Linked DNA regions of Hordeum vulgare: region 1 is linked to region 2. The links are chromatin contacts, called in public Hi-C maps. All regions are on one chromosome and are shown on one strand. The core of a region is the stretch at or near the end of the contact, and the rest is flanking DNA. Distances in the headings are between cores, read along the strand shown. Region 1 holds the start of LOC123425609 (40S ribosomal protein S13-1-like). Region 2 holds the start of LOC123425603 (protein FREE1-like).

Region 1 (4,643 bases), core at 822-3,321, 330 kb before region 2:
AACACTATTCTCATTACTCTTCATCTACACTACATATGCACACACAATTAGCTTGAAACTTGAGGCTAGACAAACAGAGTTGTTAATTAATGTGACACCAAATCAGCTTTATTCCATATTATGTGGTGTCCCGTTAGGAAATATAGGTGTTCAAACAGCAATCTGATCAACCCCCATCAAGAGGCACACTTGAGCATAGGACACTGGTAGTACAATCTTTCAGGCTATGGGGGCAGTCAAGTTTCTTCAGCCAGCCACAGACTGCATTTATTTTATCACTAAAATACGTAAGCTAGAGATGAAACATGTTCTTCTTCACTCTTCAGTCATGCTTCCTTTGCGGCCTCCTTATGGCTATATGTATGAAAGAAGATTATCCAACCTAACTGTCCTCACTAACTAGCTATCACCTATCGAAATGCGTGGTGTGGTCCTTGAGGGGCATGGCATTAGGTGGTGTGTAATTCATGTATGCTGCGTGCATGTGAGGGTGCCGACCTATCTAGCTGGTGCCACAGACACAGTGATTCCCGCACATATTATCATTCATGCCAGGACACGCCCTTATCAAGCTGAGCATATGTTTTACGCTACTGATCAGTGACCATCACCTGCATACACATATCTGGAAAACGTTGCATATACGTGTATCATGTTTTTGGAACTAGATCAAAAGTTTCCCTAAAAATGATAAGAAATTGGTTTGGTTGGGGTCTCTGCTATTTTCTGGACGTCGTGGAAATGTCTAGCCTAATTTTTAGCACAAAATATAAAATAATTCCATGACCCTTGTCAAACTAATTTGTTACTGGATCGTGGGATGATCTATTTTACAAACAAGGGAGGCAAACAGAGAGGTGTTGGAGCTGGGAACAAAACTTCTCAGAGAGAATGTTGTATCTGCACATTCTATATTTGCGGGAAGTGTGCATTTTATTTCTTTTATGGTATATATTTATCACCAGACAGCTTTGAACAATACTATGGTTTGGTTAGTGTGCATTTTATTTCTTTTGCTGCTGCTAGTATATATGTATGCTTAGTATGTTTGGTATTGATCCCCACTAATTCTCAGCACTATGTTTGATATTGATCCCCACTAATAATTTTATTCAAATGTTTGGCTTGCAGTGTATGGTGATCATGACAAGCTTGCTCTTGTTACTTATCCAGATGTTGCTTCACTGCTTGAACAATTGCCGACGATTAATCTTTTTAAAATATTTTATGTCTAAATGCACAATGATTGAACAATTACGAATCCGAACTTTGGTTATGTAGCAGCGGACGAGACGAGACAACTATGCCTCAATAAATTTGTAATTTAAACTGTTGATTTTGAGCACTATGAGTTATCGGAACTATGTTCAAATAGATGAATGCAAAAATATATTTTTTTATGTCGTGGTGCTGTTATATAAATAAAAAAATTATCTCATTTTATACGTGTGGAATATGTGTGAAAGTGCAGTCTGTACTGTTTTTAAGTCTGTATGTGCGTATTTGAAAATTTATGTTGTTAAAAATGCACTCAGTGTTGCTGAAATTCTGCTATTGTTGAAAGTTTGTGCTTTTGAAAGTTTAGGCTATGGCAGCCAGGTTACAAGGGCGGGAAAAAACAACAATTCAAACGAAGGCTGGGGAAGCGGAATGGAAATACAATCCTGACATGTATTTTGGTTGTAGGCTAGTACTCCCTCCGTTCCTAAATATAAGTTTTTGTAGAGATTTCACTAATGGACTACATACGGATGTATATAGACATACTTTAGAGTATAGATTCAATCATTTTGCTTTGTATGTAGACTTTTAGTGAAATCGCTTAAAAGACTTATATTTAGGAACGGGAGGAGTATAATGCAAGTGTAAAATGTTACTCGTATAAGGGTAGAAAAAAACAACGTCCCAAACGCAGCCTAAAACAGCGACTTGCGCGCCGAATAAGATTGGCCCTCGCGCTCGATGGGCGATCAGCGAGAGGATATTGGGTCGCGATCGCGCGGTATTCGCGTCCAAAACATTATGGGCTAAGCCCAGTTTGCAACGCGAGCAGATATAACTGACTGGCTTGGCAGCGAAGGGCACCGCCCCATTTTTGCTAGGTTTCCCTCTCCGCCGCCACAGCCGCTTCTCCCCCCACCTCCCTCCTCGCCGCCATGGGACGCATGCACAGCAACGGGAAGGGGATGTCGTCCTCGGTGATCCCCTACAAGCGGGAGGCCCCGGCCTGGGTCAAGACAGCCGCGCCGGACGTGGAGGAGATGATCGTGCGCGCCGCCAAGAAGGGCCAGCTGCCGTCTCAGATCGGCGCCCTGCTCCGCGACGGCCACGGCATCCCGCTGTCCAAGGCCGTCACCGGCGCCAAGATCGTGCGCCTGCTCAAGGCGCGCGGGCTCGCGCCGGAGATGCCCGAGGACCTCTACTTCCTCATCAAGAAGGCCGTTGCGATCAGGAAGCACCTGGAGAGGAACAGGTCGGACGTCGACGCCAAGTTCCGCCTCATCCTCGTCGAGAGCAGGGTCCACCGCCTCACCCGCTACTACCGCCTCACCAAGAAGATGCCCGCCGCCTGGAAGTACGAGTCCACCACCGCGAGCACCCTCGTCGCCTGATTCGGTTAAGCTTCGGTTCTTCGACGTAATTCTCTGCAGTTTTGGACTTCGGTTTTGTGTTAAGTACTGTAGTAAGCAATGCTTTTGGCAATGTAAGCTTTTAAACCTATCGATTACCTCTCGTGTGCCTGGATAGGAGTATTTCGAGAGTTCAGTGGGAGTGGATTAGATTTTGATCCTTGGAAGTTGAGACTATTTACAATGTGTTGCTTTGGTAAGAGGTCTTTTAATGTTAGCCGAGTGGTAAATCAGTTGTTCATAGCATTTAGGATCCATACCAGCTATTGGTTCTTGGTTGTGGTGCTTCCTGTGTAGGAACTACTCCCTTGGTTCCTAAATTTAAGTCTTTTTTAGAGGTTTCTTTAGGGGACTACATACGGATGTATATAGACATACTCTAGAGTGTAGATTCACTCATTTTGCTCTGTATGTAGTCTTCTAGTGAAATCTCTAAAAAGACATATACTCCCCCGTCCCAAAATTCTTGTCTTAGGTTTGTCTAGAAATTGATGTATCTAAATAGTAAAATGTGACTAGATACATTTATATCTAACAAGTCTAAGACAAGAATTTTGGGACGGAGGGAGTATTTAGGAACAGAGGGAGTATGAAGTAATGACGTAAATCTGGTAAATATTTTTAAATGAACTTTGCCAAAATCATGCCACCTTTGGAAAACCAGTCCCTTCTTTTGAACTGAAGAGGGTTGGAGGGTAACCTTAGGCCAATATTTCGCACCATTATTAATATTTGGTCTGAGGTTTTACTTACATTTCTTTGCTCTTTGGACTATTGGCCTGGAGATTTTACTTGCGTTTCTTTGTTCCTTGACTATTGGACTGAAAAAGATGTCCTGTTCTAATACATTTCATATATTAGATCAGGTGTAAATCAGTTGTTCATAGCATGTAGGGATCTATACCAAATCGTTCTTGGTTGTGATGCTTCCTGTGTAGGAACGTAACCTGCAATATATAAATACCTTAATCAAATGAACTAATTTCCCAAAATTGCATCATTTTTAGATAACCAGTTCATTCTTTTGAACTGAAAATAGGGTTGGAGGGTAACCTATGGTCATTAATTTGCACTTTTGCCAGTATTTGGAGATTTTACGTGCGTTTCTTTGTTCCTTGAACTATTGGCCTGGAATCACTGACCTGGCCTGTTGCATTTCCTATGACATGTAGTCCCCCTTTTGCTCGTAATGATCGAGGAATAATCGGTTAATGAGAGCATACTATAAATTTTCCAATGAAAGTTTAAATTGTCAGATTGCTTCCAAATGGTGGTTCTGTACTTTTAGAATGAGCTTTGCAGCTGTAGCTATTATTCTTTCTATGCTGATAATCTTAGGCCTTGGAGGTTATAATCTAATTTAGCAGTGAGCTTGAAAGATGTTACTTACAATTCAGATGCCTATGTGCAACAGATGCACATTTCGATTGTAGCACTAAGATTATTGCATCAAGTACTCAAACCATTTGCTGTTATTGATTGTGTTGTTTATTTATTTTTTTGAAACGGAGGCAAAAGATTTGCCTCATCGCATTAATTAAGAAGAGAGCAGTACAAGGTTGCGGTTACAAGGCCACTCAGGTCGAAGTGGGAAACAAGTTAAGTACCTCCCTGAAAAATGTTCCCAAAGTGCTTAGCTCCAGCTTTTATCCATAATTGTGCCTCTACCTTGATGGAAGCAACAACTTGGGTAGGCAAGGTTGCTTTATTTTGAAATACCCTGGCATTCCTCTCATTCCAAATTACCCAGCCTTGATGGAAGCAACAACTTGGGTAGGCAAGGTTGCTTTATTTTGAAATACCCTGGCATTCCTCTCATTCCAAATTACCCAGCAGATTAGCATCTTCAGTGATTTTAATGCCTTTTTGCGTGTGCTGGTGGCTGGACCATCAACCTCCCAGCACTTGCGGACAGACGGAAGATCTGCCCATGAGTTGATTTGTGAAGGAATCCCCAGCCAGCCGTTGATTGAGTTCCAAATCCTGACTGAGTAGCGGCATTGTGTTGTTTAT
Region 2 (4,318 bases), core at 1,321-3,820:
GCTTGCGAAACGCTTAAATGCGCTTCTTTCCTATTCGGGGCCTCGACCCCCAGATCGGAAAGGACCGCATCTTGGTCGTTACAGGCTTAAACATGATAAGCTCTCTGGCGCTGCCCTGCTACTAGCAAAACAGAGCAAAAAGGAAAAAGGGCGCCGGGGAGGAATCAAACCCCCGACCTGATGGATATGCCACGGTTCGTTTCCACTTTGCTAGGTGATCGGTTCTGACCGGAGAGGGGGTGGTACTCTCTTGAGCAGCCCCTCTGATCTACCGCACACACACACAAGACGCCGACACAGGGAGTCTACTCTGGCTAAACTCCGGTGATCTACGCGGACGGCGGCTACGCGCGGGATACATGGGAAGGGAAGGAGACGCAGGCTCACACTGTGGCGCGAAGACGGCGACGAAGCGGCTGCTCGAGGAGGAGGAAGAAGAAACAAGGCGCTGCTGCAGGGGCTTGGGTGCTCCGGGTGCTCGATGGAGACGAGGTCGAGGCCGTCGCTGTGGACGCGCTCCGGCCTCACCAGTGACGGGAATGGAACGCCGACATCTCCGGGGCGTCGCGGACACTCTTGCCCGAGTGGGAGGAGACGACGTTGACGAGGACGACGGTGACGAGGGTGGAGCACCTCCTGCTCCCTCTCTCTGAATCTCACCTCTCTCTGTGAACTATCTACAGAGAAGAACAGTGGAAGGGGAAAGTGGCGGCGACGAAGGAGGGGGAAAGAGGAACCCTAGGAAGAGGACGGCTCGGCTGAAGAGGTTAAGTAGGGGCCCCTCGACGTCCGTGAACCTCACGACGTCGACGTGGACGATCCCTCTCTCTCTCGCGCGCGTCCCTCTGCTGACGGAAAGCAGAAAAGAAACGATGCTGACGAGGAGGAAGAAGGAAAGGAAGCTGGGCCAAGCACTGGCGAAGGAAGGAAAGAAAGGGGGCGAGGCCCAAGTGGAGGAGGAGATCAGCCGGCCCACCTGGCTCCTCTGTAGCCGACCAAAATCAGAAAAGAAAAAGGGTTTTCTTTTGAAAAAATAAACATCACCGAAAATCAAAATACCTAGAGCAAACAGGGTTTTGAAAAATAAAATTAACAACACCTGGGGCATGAGGGAATTATGCCCTATTTAAATAAAATGCAAACCTGAATTTTTAGACAACTAAATTATAATCATAACGGGGTTTTAATATGCTGTTTTAAAATAAATGCCACCTCTCCAAAGTAAGATTTTAACCATGAGGGCTACCCCTCAATCACAAACAATATCCTATAATTAACTAACATTTTTAAAACAGGTTTACTCAAAGTTATTTCATAGGTTCATTTATTAAAGGAGAAAGGGTTTTGAAACCTTGATTGAAAACACCATATTTTGAAAAACCCCATAACATCAACACAAACACCTAGCACTCATAATCACATAGCACTCATGATAGATCAAGCAACAACAACACAATGGATGCCATGATGCAAGAAGGAGGCAAAATATAACATCCACATGGAATGATAACTCTTATGGCATTGAGAACAAGGTTCCAAAATAGGAAAGGATCCCAAAATGGCAAGGATTACATCTGGGGCATTACAGCTTCCTCCTTCAGCAGCGCCGCGAACGCTTCCTCGTCATCGCAGTCCATCGCCAAGACAAAACACCGAACACCAGGCGGGTGTGGCAGACACGCAACCGTTTGCGTGTCTGGAGCGACGGAAAAGCTCGCCCAAAAACCGAGGGCGAAGTCGCGGCGAACCCTCCCTTTCTCGGCGGGGAGATGGCCTTTCTAGCGGCGGTAGGCACGTGGGCGACGCCAGGATCGACATAGTGGGGAAAGGTGTGTTTCACGTGTGGGGTGGGGGGAGAATTTGGAGGTGGGAAAACGTTTTTCACCTGACAGTGCCTACCCACATGCCGTTTTCCATTCCGCTGGAGCCCCCAAGCGCACTAGGTTCGGCCTGGGATCGACGGGCCTAAAAATGAACCCAACCGGTGAAAATCGACATCCTGAGGGCGTGACTGGGAGGATTTTTCGGCGTCAACGAAAAAAACACGTCCGAGGCGTGACTGGAGATGCTCTTAACGGATGTGCAATTGTAGTTACTTTGTTGGAGCACAACTGGTTGAGCATTAGAAAAGCCATTTTTTGAACAATTGACGCTCTTTATATTTAGCAAAAAAAGTAAATTAAAGAGAGAATTGTTAGGGAACCACAATGAACTGCTCCACTACTTTTCTTTTTGGGCAAAACCACCCTCACTAATTAAATCATTAATTTTCAGTTTAAAAGGCATTAATTTTCAAATCCAATCCGGATCATGTGGGCCTTTAAGCTGACGGACATGCACGGCCCAATTCGATCCACACACCAGCAACCCGCCGTGTCGGGCGCGTAGTCAGAGCGGCAGACAAAACAACTCCCGCGAAAGGCGAACCCAATACCACCACAGCAACCATCGTGACCGTCCACTTCCACCCGCCGACGAGATCCAACGGCCGCCGCGCGCGGACACGCTCCAGCACTAACGCGTCAACCTCCGAAACGAATCCCCACCTTCTTTACCCTTTCTTCCCCTGCAAACAAACGCAATCGCGAAGCATCGAATCGGATCAGAGTTCGGGAAAAAAAAGCGAGAGGAAATCGCCGTCGCCTCTTGCGTTCCACCTCGCCGGCGATGCAGCACGGGAGCGGCGACTACGCCTCCCCCGCCCCCGCGGGCCACTACTACCCTCACCAGTACACGTCGCCGGGGCCGACCCCTCACCCCATCGCCGCCGACCCCCCGATCCCGGGGGGCTACGCCTCCGCGCCGCCCTACTCCGTCGGCGGCTACCCCGAGCAGCCGCCATCTGCCCCGTCCTACACGCAGCCGCCCCAGTACGCCGGGTACCCGCCCTACAACCCCACGCCCTACCCCCCGGAGCCCACGCCGGCGCCGTACTACAGCTACTCGCAGCCCACCCAGCCGGCTCCCGCAGCGGAACCCAGCCCAGCGCCGCTTCCCTATGACGCCCCGTACTACGGTGGAGGCTACCAGCAGCCTGCCGCTCGGTATGGCGACGACGATTACCTGAACGAGGGCGCGTATGCCTATACCGGCGACGCAGGCCCCGAGCCGTACGGCGCGCGCGGCACGGCGCCGACCCGGTCAGGAGCCGCGATGTTTGATGACTACGGCCGGTCGATTGGACTCTCGTCCGGAGGGGTGGAGCAGCCACACGGCGGCGAGGGCGGCAGTGTGGGTGGGAGCTTTGGGAAGATTGCGAGGGCTGTTCCAAAAGCAGAAACCCATGAGGATGCTAGTGGTGGTGCGCAGAAGTTTCGGGTTAAGCTGCTGCCAGAGGGTGCCGGAAGCCCCACCGATGTGCTTTGCCAGGTACAACTTCAGTAACGATAAGCTATCAGTTTACACATGTTAGGTGTATTGTTTCACTCCGAAATTATGATATCGTGCTGTGGTTTTGCAACATATATGTTACTTGTTCCAACTTCCATATTGATCACAAGGACTGTTATGATACATGAAATCTGTACTTATTAATTATTATATGCTATTGCAGGTTGGTCTGGATGGAATCCGCATGCTTGATCCCAGCACAAGCAGGACCCTAAGGATTTATCCCCTTGATACACTGACTAAATGGGAGGTGTGTTGGACAGCATTTTTGCAGAAGATTATGGTTATATTTTCTCATCAGTGATATGATACACAGCAGTGAGGGTATTCTAATGGTTGACACTCCGCTTATTTAGGTTTTGGATTCAACTGTATTTGCGATTTGGGCAAAGACTTCAGTAGATTTTGAAGCAAAGAGAATAAGGCTGAAGTCAAACAGCTATACTTCCAATACTTTGCTTGACACTGTGACAGCAGCAACAGTCCAGGTATTACACCACCACCATTCTCTTCTCACTATCCGTGAGTAGCCACCTAACTATATTGAAAACAGTGGAAATCCTTCTTCTCAATGCTCTAATGTCAGTATATTTTAGTTCCGTTTCTTTGGCAGTGTTGCTGTTTCATATTTCAACTACATCTGTAATAACTATCAGTACAAATGGTTTACTCTAGTTATCTATCCATGCTATGGTTTGCTTTGGTACTTCTGGTTCAGTTTACATGTTATTCTAACTCCATACTTGTGGAAATAAGGAGCTAATGTCTTAATTTTTTGCATGGTTTACCCATGTATGCTGATCAGTCAATACTACTATCGATAAACCATCGATAGGGTTATTTGGTGAGAACTGTTCAGTACTGAAATGACATATATTTTGGACCGAAGATAGGTATTAAAAAATGAAATATTTTTTTCATGAATATT

What was found. Hi-C and Micro-C count contacts between places; a contact is called where the count stands out from the background.
Region 1: a contact with region 2 is called in a Hi-C map of seedling, with 3 times the contacts expected there. The contact joins the promoter of LOC123425609 here to the promoter of LOC123425603 in region 2. A contact is called at or near these places in 5 of 6 Hi-C or Micro-C datasets (leaf, seedling and an unstated tissue) and 1 of 1 datasets of contacts at active chromatin or transcription factors (embryo).

The regions. Positions count from the first base shown.
Region 1 is chr2H:148,401,646-148,406,288 of MorexV3_pseudomolecules_assembly, reverse strand. LOC123425609 (40S ribosomal protein S13-1-like) reads left to right here and starts at 2,071. Exons shown (of 1, transcript XM_045109303.1): 1 at 2,071-2,860. The coding sequence starts at 2,157. The coding sequence ends at 2,612.
Region 2 is chr2H:148,075,468-148,079,785 of MorexV3_pseudomolecules_assembly, reverse strand. It overlaps LOC123425603 (protein FREE1-like), which reads left to right and starts at 2,570. Exons shown (of 10, transcript XM_045109293.1): 1 at 2,570-3,369; 2 at 3,554-3,640; 3 at 3,747-3,878. The coding sequence starts at 2,668.